Linked DNA regions of Arachis hypogaea: region 1 is linked to region 2. A link is a contact called in public Hi-C data. All regions are on one chromosome and are shown on one strand. The core of a region is the stretch at or near the end of the contact, and the rest is flanking DNA. Distances in the headings are between cores, read along the strand shown.

Region 1 (7,088 bases), core at 1,033-3,532, 390 kb before region 2:
GTTGAAAAAGCAAACCTCGTATGCTTATAAATAGAGAAGCCATATGAGGGATATGATACACAAGCAAGTAATAATAAATCAATTCTCTCTTTATGTTGCAATCAAATACTCTTCTCTTTATATTTCTACTACAATTCTTTCTCTTCTTTTATTTTATAAGTATTTTAAATTCTCTTTTCTATTACTCTTTACATATAATATTAATAACAATATTAATCATCTTTATTATATTGAGATAGTAACAATAAACATATGCAATTTTCTCTCTCTTTACTTTTAATACTTCTTTCTATCTTTATATATATATACACATTAAACATATAATATTATTATATATATATATAAATAATTATTGAGTTAATTATTTTAATACTAGAGTCTTCTATTTATACATCTTTATATATCTTTTATTCTACAACAAAAAGGATAATCTTACAACAAAATTACTTTCTCTTGTTTTTCAACTCGGGTTAATGTTTTAATAATTTGTCGCTCTTCCTTAATGCATTTTTTTTGTTTACAGTAGAGGCCCTCTACCTAAGATCCTAAAGCCAAAGAACAAAGAAACTAGAAAAGTGTAGGAAAAGAGATGCCACAACAATAAACTAAAATAAAGAAGGGAATGGGGCTGGGTGGTTCGAATCCAATATGAGAGTAGCAAGACCATCGACAACCTTGTTTGCTTCTTTATAGAAATGTCTAATTTTGACTCTCCAATTACGGTTAAGGAGCGTAGAAATCCATCTAATGATGCGCGTTAGTTAGAGTTGGATGCTTGTTAGGAGGCTTAATAATCATGTATATAGTACCCTTCGAGTCTGTTTCCACAATAAGCAATCTGATCTGATTCCCTTCTCCTACACTATCTCAAGACCTCTGAAGATAGCATTAATCTCCACTTCAATCGTTGTAGCATTGTCCAATTTCATGGCCAACCCATAAATCCACCCTCCAGTATCATCATTCCTTGGGTTACCCCTGCAGGCACCATAAGAGTTCAACTTAAATCACACCCAGGTGATATTGCTAATGTTAATCTAATCAAGGACGAGCTTTCTAATTTTGTCCACTTTTATCCAGGCAGAAATAGTATGCCCATGGCCATAATCATTCCTATACCTCCAAATCATCCAGGTAGTATTAATAAAAGTATCTTTCAAATCAAGAATGAAAAATGAGTTGAGAGCCTCTCCACTTCAATATTTGCTCTTTGAATGCCCTTCCAATTTCAAATCTTCTCCCAAACCAAATCTTTGTGCATATTATAAGTATGTTTAATAGAGAACTCACCTTTAGGAGTTGGCCTCCAATACAACGCATCAATACAATCATTGGGCTTTGAGGGAGGAAATTTACTGTTTTTTACAATCATATTATTAAGGAGCATGTGGTTGAGTTCTCTAATCTTCCAATATCCTCCTCAGTGATATAGGACTTTATAGACCTTTCCAACTCATTAATAGTAATTGATGGAGAAGCAAAATTCCCCATTACTAACCAGAAATCTCGCATTTTGAAGGATCTTCGGCCACCAGTTAGTGATGTCCTTCCAAAGAGTCGAATCTCCACTCTTGTGCCTACGATACTTTGCTCTTGATTCACCAGCAAATTCCAGCCACTCTTGATAACCAAAGAGTCATTTACAGTTCTTAAATCTCGGAATCCCAGACCACCACAATCCTTAGGGGCTAAGATCTTGCTCCACCCAATGATGCCATAGAGCCATTGACCGACTAAGCGAGTGTAATTCTACTTGCCATCGAAAGAGCCATAACTTGAACTTATGCGACAAGTGGTGCTTACTTGAATGTTTGAACCCAAATATCTCCCAATATCATGTGTTTCTTTAAATCCTCTTTTGGAGGTCATTGCTTGGTTGACCCGATGCCCCGATGCATCGCACATTTCAGCTTGAAGCACTAAAGCTTCAAAGAAAATAATCAACTCATCAGCCAACATAAGGTGTATGGGAAGAGTTCATGGATAATGATATTGCAAAGTTGCTAAGGAATACCAAACTCAAGCAAGGTTGTTTCAATCAACTTTCAATTAAGCCTATCACAGGCTTTCATAAGATCAACTTTGATGGTCATAAATCCCCTATTGCCTTTGATCTTCATGCGCTTTCTTTTTGTTTAATTTTGGTCTCTGTACAAATTTGGTATTTTTATTTTGGACGGACAAGAGTAGCTTTTATCTTCATTTGGGCCACATTGTTATTCCCCTTGTTTTATTTTTTTTTTGTCTAGAAAGAGTCTTGGACAGTTTTTGGACCCATAAAGTAAGGCCTACTTCAAAACAAGTTATTGGCTTGCACGTTGATCGCTTGCATGTTATTGACAAGAAGAAATGCCCCTCAACTCTGGAAAAAAAATAATTGAAGATAGGCAATTATAAGGAATAAGATGATTCGAACTTGAATCCAAAAATTAAAAAAGAAAAACATAGATATAGATGATTCAAACCAATTTAGGTTGTCCCTGTAGTTCACTCAGTTTGTAACAATCAATTGGCCCTCCTTAAATGAATCTTAAATCTACATCAGATTAGTTTTTAATCTGTTGAACTAGAGAATACCATAAATAACTGAGAAAAAAATATAAATAATTTAGGCAAAAAAATATGAACGAAACTGATAAACTATTTAATATTTAATATATTATACTAAAATGATCTTGGACATGCATTTGTAAATAAACGCATAAAAAGTTGTTTGTCATTCTAATTATCCGAGTTCAAGTATTTTGCATTCAAACAAATTCAAACAATGTTATTATGTATAACTAAGTTACTATATATTATGTGTGAGATATTGTTAACTCGCATTTTATTCATATTAAATAGAATGTGAACAAACTATGAAATATAAAACTTCTATGGACGTGTTTGGTAGAGAAAAACATTTCATTATTTTGACATTTCCTTAAAATAAAAATCTCTCAATGTTCAGTAGAAGATTCTCAAAATATTTATTTTGAGAATGTTGCTTCTTTAAAAGATCTAAATATTTCTACCTTCTAAGTGGGATAGTAAATTTTCTATAAAATTGAGTATTTCATTTATAAAAAAAAAAACAAAAAAACAAAAAAAACAAAATTTATCTATATGTAACTATTTGATATTATTGTGTTGTTTAGCTTGCAGTCAAAACTGTCACTTAGTTTGACATTTGACCCACCTAACTTGTTAATAAAGGTGACAATGGGTAGGATAAAATAAGATTTAAAGTCAATTCTAATTTTATTCGTAGGTTGAGAATATTCTAACTCTAATTCTATTAATTCTATCTGTAGGTTACAAAAAAGATATAACATTATTATATAACTTAATGATAATTTAAAATAGAACTGATTTTTATGTTAAAAAATATTAAATTATTAATTAATGGTTTTCTTTTAGTTTTTAAAAATTTTTTGTATTTATTAAAAAGTTTTTAGTTCAATATCCACTTAAAATATATTTTTATATAAATATATAACATATATATATATATATATATATATATATATATATATATGTCGTTGATTAATACAGATGTTTTTGAAATATTAATTCCAAAAATGTTTATCCTTTTGCTACACATTCTAAAAAAAAATCACCTACCCAGTAAATTATCTTCCGAGATAACAAATAAAGGTAAAACTCAATCTACTAAAATCTCATATTCCCTGCAAAATTATTATTTAAAAAGAGAGAAAAAAAATTACATGATATGTGCGAAGTGTCATCATAGAGTAGTTTGAACGGAAGATATTTTTTCCATACAATAAAATCATAATAAGTATGCAATGCATGATCAATAAAATAAAAATAATATGTCATACATGCATTAACAAAAAGAATAAAATAATGAAAACATGAAATGCATGCCATCATAATGCACTGCCTTTGTTGGAATATATATAAAGCATAGTTTAATAATAAAAAAATGTTACTTTATTTAGCAACTTTTTAAAACACCATAGTTATTATAATCGTTATAGTATAACTATATTAGAATAACTTTTATATAGTAAAAATAGTGATATATAGAAGTAAAAGTAGTGATATATTTTAATATTATAATTTTTAGTGTTTTTAAAAAATGTGAAAGATACATAAATCAAAGGGTCCAATTTTTATATTTCAAATTTTTTAATTTTTTTTAACAAAAATTTCTCGATCCAATTTCTGTTCTGTCACAAATCTTTTGGTTTAATTTCTATATTTCTCATAAATCGAATGGTCCAATTTTTGTTTATCTAATTAAACAGTTCCACATTTAAAAATAATACCCTATCAACTCACATTTTAAAAGAATACCGCTCTACTCCAATATCAAAAACAAAATATCTGGCATAAGTGTAAGTTGGAAATAAGAGTGGGTGTTCTAGTCGAAGAAAGCTAAGCCACCAAGCATTAAATAAAAGGAGAGCGGGCTATTTTTATGTGTGTGTGTAAGATCAAGAGAGAATGAAGTCTGTGTGCTAAGTTTAGTGAGTGTATTATTATTTTTTTTATTTAGTTATAATATTTCTAAAATTATTTAAAGATAAATCACTGTGTTCAATTCATTTTTTTTTACTTTCAAATTTTAGTTGCGTTATTTTGTTTTGTTACTCGAATATCTAATAGTAGGATTAAAATTTTAGGTTCATAATATAATGTTTCTACTGTGAAGGAGTAGAGCGATGTTAGTATTATGATAGCAAAATTTAAGATCGAGAAATTTAAAGAAAGTAACTTCTCTGTTTGAAAACTAAAAATTAAGACAATTAAAAAAAAATTGCTTAGATGCAGTTGAAAGCAGAATCCCAGGTATTGCTAATGGCGATTGGAGAGATCGACAACAATACTGTTGCCAACTTGCACTCAGCAATAGTTGACTCGGTATTATCAAGTATTTTAGTGAAAAAAACAACAAAGAAAATTTGAGACACAGTCACTAAATTGTACGAGACCAAATCACTACACAATAAGATATTTCTTAAGAAAAGGCTCTATAATTTTCACACAAGTGAATATATAAGAACCCAATTTTGCGAAACAATAATTTTTGGACATTTTGCGACTAGAATTTGTAAAATTCGAGAATCACAGTTTCCTTTGATTTAACGAGGCGAGTCCAGATAAAAAAAATTAAATAATAGTATTAATAAATGCTATGATGGCAATAAATGCTAATAATTAATAATTGTGATTACCAGGATAAAAGTTAACTGATAATATATTTTTACGGGTATTTTTTTATCCATTTATCCTCACTAAAATATTCTAAAAATATTTTGGAGTAGGATAATATACGGTACGACATTATCCATACCGGTAAAAATATTTGTTTTTACTAGATACAGTAAAAACAAATGGCTATAAAATTACTGTTTTGGTAACTATCCATTAATAAATAATCTTAGTCACTAGTTCTATGACTACATTCACCTCCTCTCTTGAGACATTTTCGATCACATATTAACTTTTTTTTTTTTGAAACAAAGGAAGCTCAACACATTAAAGTGGAGCAAATAAAAGAAAGAAGAAGACACATAACCAGCTACCAATAAATAAACCAACCCCTAATATCCCCAATACTCTCATCCTCCCCCAGGATCACCACCACTCCATTCCGTGTAACTCATCACCGTCCTTGTGTGCATGACCTCCAGACTTGATCTTTCATTCTTAAAGATTCGTGCATTCCGTTCCAACCAGATGTTCCAAATCACTGCAAAGAACACTGTCATCCACATCTTCTTCCTTTGTTGTCTATTATGCATGCCATGCCAACTCTCAAACATTTCTTTAACAGTTCCGGAAATCACCTACTCTCTTCCTAGTGACTTCATCCACTTGCACCACACCTGCCATGTTACCTCACACCTAAGGAATAGATGCTCAACAGATTCTAATTCCTTGGTACACAGTACACACATACTATCACCCAGAATGTTGACTCCTAGTTTAGTCAGCCGCTCCTTGGTGTTAACTCTACCAACTAACACAAACCACCCGAATAGCTCAATTCTCGGAGGTACGAAACCTTTCCAAATGGAACTCGTGAAGCTATAACTCGTTATCTCAGCTGATAATGTCTCCGCTTGTATAGCCTGGATCACAGAACTAGTAGAGAAAATACCTTTATTTTCAAACTTCCACACCACATTGTCCTCCCTACCTGATGACAACCTCACTGGCCTTAACCTCTCATGCAGCTGATTGACAAGCTCCAGCTCCCATTGGAATAGTGCCCTCCTCCATTGAAAATTCCAAATCCAATCAAGCCCATCCCAAAAACCACACTCCCCAATGACAAGTCCTTGCTGGCTGGAGATAGAGTAGAGTCTCGGATAACTTCCTTTAAGAGTACCACCTTGAACCCAATTATCTTCCCAAAATCGAGTCTGCATACCATTGCCTACTTCCATTGCCAGTCCACTTACCACTTTATCTCGAATCCGCGGTTCTTTTATATTCAGCTGACATATGTCCTTCCAAGGCCCACCCTTTACTGGTAAAGGCTGAGTTGCTAACATGACATTCGGGTTCAACTTATTACACGAACAAACAATCTTCTTCCACAGTGAGCAATCCTCCTTTGAAAACCGCCACCACCACTTAAACAGAAGCGCTGTGTTTCTCAGCACTGCATCACCAACCCCCAAGCCCCCAACCTTTTTTGGAGCCTGAACTATCTCCCACTTTACCATAGGTATACCATAGTTCCCGTTCTCCTTGCACCACAAAAAATTCCGTTGTAAAGTGATCAGCTTGTCCGCTACCGCCTTCGGCATCTTGTATAGACTAAGGTAATATATGGGGAGACTATTCAGCACCGATTTGATAAGGACCAGTTTACCTGATTTATTCAAAACCTTGGCTTTCCACAAACTCAGCTTCTGTTCCACCTTATCAATGATTGGTTTCCAAGTCTTCACCAAGCGCGGATTCGCACCTAGAGAAACTCCCAAGTATCTAACCGGTAGAGAAGCTTGTTGGCATCCCAGAAGTCCACATGCCTGATCAATCCATCTTTGCTCACAGTTCACCGATATCAGATTCGATTTATCAAAATTAATGCTCAGCCCAGACATCAACTCAAAGCACCGCAATAG
Region 2 (7,153 bases), core at 4,455-6,954:
GTTGGGACCTGGAAGGGTGGCATAATAAGAATTTTAGAGAAAATGCTGTCAAAATTTTATAAAAGCTGAGGTTTTATTTGAAAAGTTATTTTAAAAGATTTGGTTTTAAAAAATTAAATTATTTGAGATTTATTTAGTTGAGAAAAGGTGTATTCTATTTTTAAACTCGATTTATTAAGAAAAACATAATGTTTTAAATCCGATATTATAAGGAGAGATTTTGTTTTAAGTGTTGTTTTGAGTTCGGTATTTTAAGAAAAGGAATCTCTGCCACATGAGAGCAGAGAACAAGGATTTAAAGAATATATTAACTTAAAGAGATTGTCTGCCACAGGAGAGCAGATGTGATATTGTTTGGGCCTTAGTGCCAAATGTAAAGTGGAGACGCCCACACACTGAGAACTGTTTTCCAGATGTACGCTTATTGAGTTGGAAAGTCACACTGTATGCGGCCTAGCCGTACGACTTAAAGTCACACTGTATGCGGCCTAGTCGTACGACTTATAAGCACACTGTATGCATCTAGAAAGCCATATTTGGGACTTGTGCCCAGGTAATGTCGGGAGCGGGTAGGCAACCAACACATGAGCTCATGGCCTGCGTTAGGGATAGACATGCATCATGTTGTTTGCACATTTGCATTTGATTGTGCTTGCTTGTCTCATTTCTTTGTGATTGTGCTGTTTGTCTTGTTGTAACTTGCTTGTACATTGAATTGAATCTCTTGCCTGTACTATTTGTTTGTGAATGTATTAAAGTGATTACGAATTGACATTTGACTGAGGATTAACTATGTGGCATTGCATTGCATGATAGATTGCATGATAGTTAGAATTTGTACATATTCTACCCATTTTTATATTAGGACTACTTGGTTAGAGTGATGATTTCCTTTCTAAAAAAATTGTTTTAGGGCATACTACCAATTTGAATAATTTTTTGTGTGTTGATATTGCTTGAAGGAATTAATTTTGGAACATGGATTTTGAACTAAGAACACATAAGCATGTGAGTTTTGAACCTAATTGTGTGGTTATATCATATAGCCATTATTTTCCATTCTTGTGTATATTATTCTCTTTCTATGATTGTAATCTTTGATTTGTTTGATTCTTTATATCCATTATTTTGTGTATGAACACATTTATATGATTGAGGCATTCATTTCAAAAAACTCACTTATCCAAATAGCCTACCTTTTATCTTTTATTGTTAGCTAATTTTGAGCCTATATTAATACCCTTTTGTTCTGAATTTTAGTACATTACTACCCCTAAGTGAAAAACAATAAATATCCCTTGTTTGGATCTTTGATTAGCTTAGACTAGTGAGAGTGCGTATCATTTAAATAAGGGAAATTTGAGAACATTGGTTGGGATAAAAGTGCATTTTTTGTATTTTTTGAAGATCTTGGGAATTGGGTACATACTTATGTATTAAATATGTAAAACCATATGCTTTGATACGTTTGTATATACTTTAGTGAAAGAAAATGATAAAGAAAAAGAAAAATAAAAAGAAAAAATATATAAAAGAAAAAAAAGAGAAAAAGAAAAACAATAAAAAGGGGACAAAAATGCCCCAAAGCAAAGTAATAATAACAATGCATATGGAATGTGAATTAAACAGAATGCATGAGTATGTAGAAAAAAAAGTAGGAATAATGGGTAGCTAGGTGGTCTATTAGAATTGTATAGGTTGTTATATGTGTTTGGTGAGAGTCTAAGTTAATCAAAGATGTAAATTTCAAGCTCACTTAGCCATATATATATATATATATATATATATATATATATATATATATATATATATGTATATGTATGTATGTATGTATGTATGTATATATCCTTACCTTTATCCTAACCCTATTACAACCTATGAATAAGTCCTCATGATAAATGTATGCATGTATTGAATAATTATTGATTGTTAGATGAAAAAAATCTTGGAAAGCATGATTAGAGGAGAATTGAGTGAATCAACCCTATACACTTGAGCGACTAGAGCAAATACACTTCTGGTGAGGGTTCAATGCTCAAGTCTTTGTTCTAGGCTTTTATGAGCTTTCTTCTTGCAAGTCTATTTGAACTTCATTTTAATATTTGAATTGGTGGAATTCATGAATCATCATACTACGTTAGCCCTACATGTTCATATGTGTTCTTGGAGATTGATTTACTTTTAACCAAGTAGGTAGAAGCATCTTACATTTAGTTGCATTCATAAAGATAAGTGAATATAGTTTATTTGTATTGAATAAATGTTCATACCCCATTTCTTGTATTTCTTGGTTTAGCATGAGGACATGCTTAGTTTAAGTGTGGGGAGGTTTGATAAATTTCAATTTTATGGTTTATCTTGTGTTGAATTTAGGGGATTTTATCAACTTATCTCACATTTATTCAATGGAATAGCATGGTTTTGCGAATTTTTCCTAACTTGTGCTTAAGAGTGAAAACATACTTTTTAGGCTTTAAAATTGCTAAATTTAATTCACTTTAATTCCATTCGATACCTTGATATGTTTGTTAAGTGATCTCAAGTTTAGAAGGCAAGGATTGAATTGAAGAAATGAAGAAAAAGCATACAAAAATAGAGAATTTATGAATAAATGAGATTTTGGTAATCTGCCGAGCGACGCGTGTACGTGGCCCACGCATACGCATGAAGAAGCAAATGTCAAGGCAACGCGTACGTGTGATAAGGAAAGTTGCCAGTGACGTGTACGCGTGACCCATACATATGTGTGACAAGCGGCACGTGACCTCATCAAAGGCAATACGCTGGGGGCGATTTCTGAGTTCAAGGAGGACCAAATCTAACTCATTTCTGATGCTTTTTGAACCCAAGAATTGAAAGGGAAGGGGGGAGGTAGTCATAGTTTAGTTTTCATCATGTTTTAGGTTAGAATTCTAAAGAGAGAAACTCTCTCCTCTCTCTAGATTTTAGGATTCTTATTTCACTTCCATTTAGATCTAGATTTTAATCTTGTTTCATTTTAGCTTTCTTTTACTTTAATTTGTTCTAGCATTTTAGTTGATCTACTTCTCTTGTTAATTTCTTTATTTTGCTAATTTAGTTTATGCACTCTCTTGTCAATTTCAATTCTCTTTTAATGCAATTTTAAGTTTCTATGTCTTTTATTTTATGTTTATCTTAGTTGCTATTGTTGATTTCTTGCTTATGTTAGTTATAGTTTTTATTAATTCTTGCATTTTGTGATGCTTACTTTTATTGCACTCTAGGTGTTTGATAAAATATTTCCACTAGTATTAGAGTAGTTTTCTATACTCTTGGCCTAGGCTAAGAGAATTGGGTGACCTTAAGTCATTGGGTCAAATTGAATTGGTAATTTGAGAACCCTTACTGGTCAATTCGATACCCATTAACACTAGCCTACTATTATGTCAATTAGTGGCTAGATTGGGACTTATGGGTTGATGTTGAATAAGCCTATTTGACTTACTTTAAGTATAGAAGTAGACTTGATGGGTTTGTCCTTCATAATTGTTAATATATGGTTGTTAGACAATGATGGTGATCTCAATTTCTATGCTTTAGTTAAGAATTTTTTTCCTTCCTTTATTAGTTAATTGTTATTTACTTTCTTGTTATTTACTTTTCTTATCAATCATCAAATCAAACCCCCTTATTCTTTCATAGTCAATAATAGAGCACTTTATTGCAATTTCTTATGAGACGATCCGAAATTTAAATATTTCGATTTATTTTTATTGAAATTTATACTTGTAACAACTAAATTATAACTTTGATTGAGGATTATTAATTAGTTTAAAATTATGCTTACAACGAAATTCTATTTTTATTGAAAAATTCTAGACGAACATAATTCTCGGTCAATGTGCAATGCATTGTTGATCATACTTTTCCTTTAGCCTAGCTATATCGTAATGTTCTGTAACAATTATAGTCAATTGATTTTTTATTTTTTCCTAAACTATTGTCTTAAATGTTGAACATTGCAGCTGCCCATTCTTTACTCGCTCATAGAGTATGCCAATAGAAGCTTTGTATTTTTATTGGACTATTTTTTACTATATTCGGTTTCAGATTTTTCTTATCTTATGTTAATAAATATTAACTATTATTACATATAAGATGCAACAAAGGAAAGAAATATCAACAATGTTACATATAACTATTTAAACATAAAACAAAACTTAACCTCTTAATAAAAATCATCACAATGCTAAAAAAAGAAAAACTTTTGAGAAACAAAAATTCCCAAAATGTTATTTTAAAAATAGAAACGCATATAAAAAAGAAATGTTTCATTTTTTCCAGAAAAAAAAGTTTACCAGCACAATATTAAGCAGTATAAAGAAGATTAACGACCAATTATAGAAAAATTGAGAGAATGGATCGGAGGTGGCATAAAAAAAAAAATAAAAGTAACGTTTGTTTTTGGAGAAAGAACACAGAGACATAGACAACCAATATTTAAAGAATGTTCAGAGACAGAGATATGGACACTGAATATATTGTCTCTCAAACAATTTTTTATATTTTTGTATCCATTTTTTTATAAAGGATAATAATAGACACGGAATTTAGGAAGGTACACACGGATTTTTTTATGATTTTTTCCTTTTATCCATAGATATTTTTTATTATTTTATTATTATCCCTTCTTATTTTTGGTAATTTAAACTTTTTCTCTACATCATTGTTCTCAAAAATGTATTCTCTTCTTGCCGCCTTTTCTTTATTTTTTTTCTTTTTTTTGTACTATTTTCTGGTAGAATTTCTTACTTTACTGAATAATTCTTTCTTTCTTAAAGTTCATTATCTTTTTTATGACATGTTATAAGTTTTCTTAATGGAGGCTTAATTCACTCTTACGTTACTTTGTTTATTCTTAATTTTGTTGCTTCAATACAATTTTTACCTTGTTGATTCATAGATTAATTCTTTTTGTAATCTCTTGTACTCCTACGTACTCTCATTAAATTAATTTGTATTTGATACGGAAAATTTAGAATATATAACTATTTTAACCATTTTGCATAATATTTTAATCATTTTGCATATCTATCTGAACATAATACAAGACATTATATTACTGTCTTTTATATTATATTCAAATACAATAAAACACATGCAGCAAAAGAGATATTTTTAGAAAAATACATTTTTTTAATTTTAACCGTGATGAGAATGAAAAAAGTCACTCCATAATGAAAATTGTAAAAACAGGTATGTGTTTCCTTGTTTTCACCTTATTATGAAAACATTTCCATAAAAACAATTTTCATTAAAATCAAACTAACATATATTTATCTCTATTTTTTATTTTAAGTGAAAATAAAAACTAGAAACACTCAAACCAAGTACATCTTTAAATTTTTTATATTTTTAACAATAAATTTTTTTAATTTATAAATTTAACATGTGTCCTAAATAAATCCTTGTTTGAGTATTATTAAATTGTTAATTTTTTAAATTTTTTTTAGTATATTCAATAAAATTTTAGTAATAAAAGTTAAAATATTAAAAAAATAATTTTTTCTTAAAAATTATAATTTATATTTTTTATTTTTATTTTTTTATTTAAAAAACATTTTTAATTTTATAATAAATAAAAAATGATTTTGTATTATCATATCTAAATATAATTATTAAATAAAATGATATTTTTACAAAAGACATATTTAAATATAAAATTATTTTATTTTTCTAAAAGATTTTTCGTATAATCTAGCCAAAACAAACTGTTACTATAATTTTCGAAAAATTGAACTTCTTGGGACAGTGAAGCCCTGAAACATACCTTTCCCTGCATCTAAAGTTCTAAACCCCGCTAAAGTGGCTAGCCACCATCTTCCCGCCGTGCCGCCGTCGTGTCCTTCACGCTGCGACGCTCCCTTTCCACCGCTGCAGAACCAGGATTTGGAATGCGCTGCTGATTTCTTTTTTATTTACGTTTTTGTTTTAATTATTGGTGGCCTTGCGGTTCCATAACCATAAGTGAGGGTTTCGTTCTAGACTTCAACATGGTAAGCTCCCTTCCGCTATTTTCCGTATTCCACTTGTTGAGTAAGACACTGCCCCAATTTTGAACACTGTTTTGTGTGAATTGCTGTGTTTGATTTAATTCCCTTTCCTGTGTTCTAGAACTTGGCTTTATTACTTCCTTTTTCTTGATTGCTTGTTGTTGTTGTTGTTTCGCAGGAGGTGTTTAAAAGGGCTATAATGCAGCCTGGGCCACCTGAGCATTTCGCTTTACTGACAGTTCAAGAAGTCATCAAACCTCAGGTATATCCATCCTCTAATCTTTTGAGAATTTCAAATGTAGCGGAGAATTTTGTATATAGAGAAATGTACATTTGATTATGATCACTTATCTTTTATTTTTATTTTTATTTTTATTTTTTTGTATTAATGATATTTATTGGGGGAAGGGGTACTAAAATGAAGAAATTTGTATTTAAGGTTCAGTAGGAAGTATCTCGAATCATAATAGGATATGTAATTCTATCCTTCATTGATTGATGTTTGTTCCTGTGGTGACTGATTGGCAATGGGAGCCCAGGATTCCCTTAGTTTTCATGTGATTTTGTTAACAGCTGTGGTTGATTTAATTGATTTGTGTCTAACAGAAGCAAACGAAATTGGCCCAAGATGAGAACCAGTTGCTAGAAAACATTCTACGCATGCTACTTCAGGAATATGTGGTATGTCTAGCTGGAGTTTCTTTTTCATGGATTAGTCATGTATTTTTTCCCCCTCTTTTTTTGCCTGTTGAATGTTGAGTTTATTGGTTTCCTCTGTTTATGACATGTATGATATTGTTTGTACTTTGGAACAGTCATCGGCAGTACAGTCTGGGGAGAAAATAATGCACTTTGGGCAATCAATTGATGCTACTGAAACTACTCAAGGCCTCATTCCTCGTCTTCTTGGTTTGTTAACCATTTTTGCTTACAAGAAAATTTTCTTTATGGTGCTTTCTGATCATTTGATGTAGTATAGATCACTTTCCCACAATGAGTTACATTAGTAACTGTGCAATCTATGTTGTTACATAAGTAAAAAAGTTCTTATTTTCTCAGACTTAAAGGAACGTGCATCATTTAATTATTGGTTTTATTTTGATTCTTTGGTTGAATTTTACACTCATTTTTCTTCTGTT

The links. Hi-C and Micro-C count contacts between places; a contact is called where the count stands out from the background.
Region 1: a contact with region 2 is called in a Hi-C map of leaf, with 2.6 times the contacts expected there. The contact joins the enhancer-like site here to the promoter of LOC112803107 in region 2. A contact is called at or near these places in 2 of 8 Hi-C or Micro-C datasets (leaf and an unstated tissue).

The regions. Positions count from the first base shown.
Region 1 is chr1:43,626,700-43,633,787 of arahy.Tifrunner.gnm2.J5K5, reverse strand. No RefSeq gene overlaps it. Among protein-coding and RNA genes, the nearest start is that of LOC112803136, 27 kb to the left of the region's middle. Within about 2 kb of position 2,282, at least 3 of the 3 cell types and tissues checked have open chromatin away from gene starts, as enhancers often do.
Region 2 is chr1:43,235,766-43,242,918 of arahy.Tifrunner.gnm2.J5K5, reverse strand. It overlaps LOC112803107 (THO complex subunit 1), which reads left to right and starts at 5,704. Exons shown (of 18, transcript XM_072198074.1): 1 at 5,704-6,017; 2 at 6,193-6,276; 3 at 6,621-6,695; 4 at 6,830-6,923. The coding sequence starts at 6,015.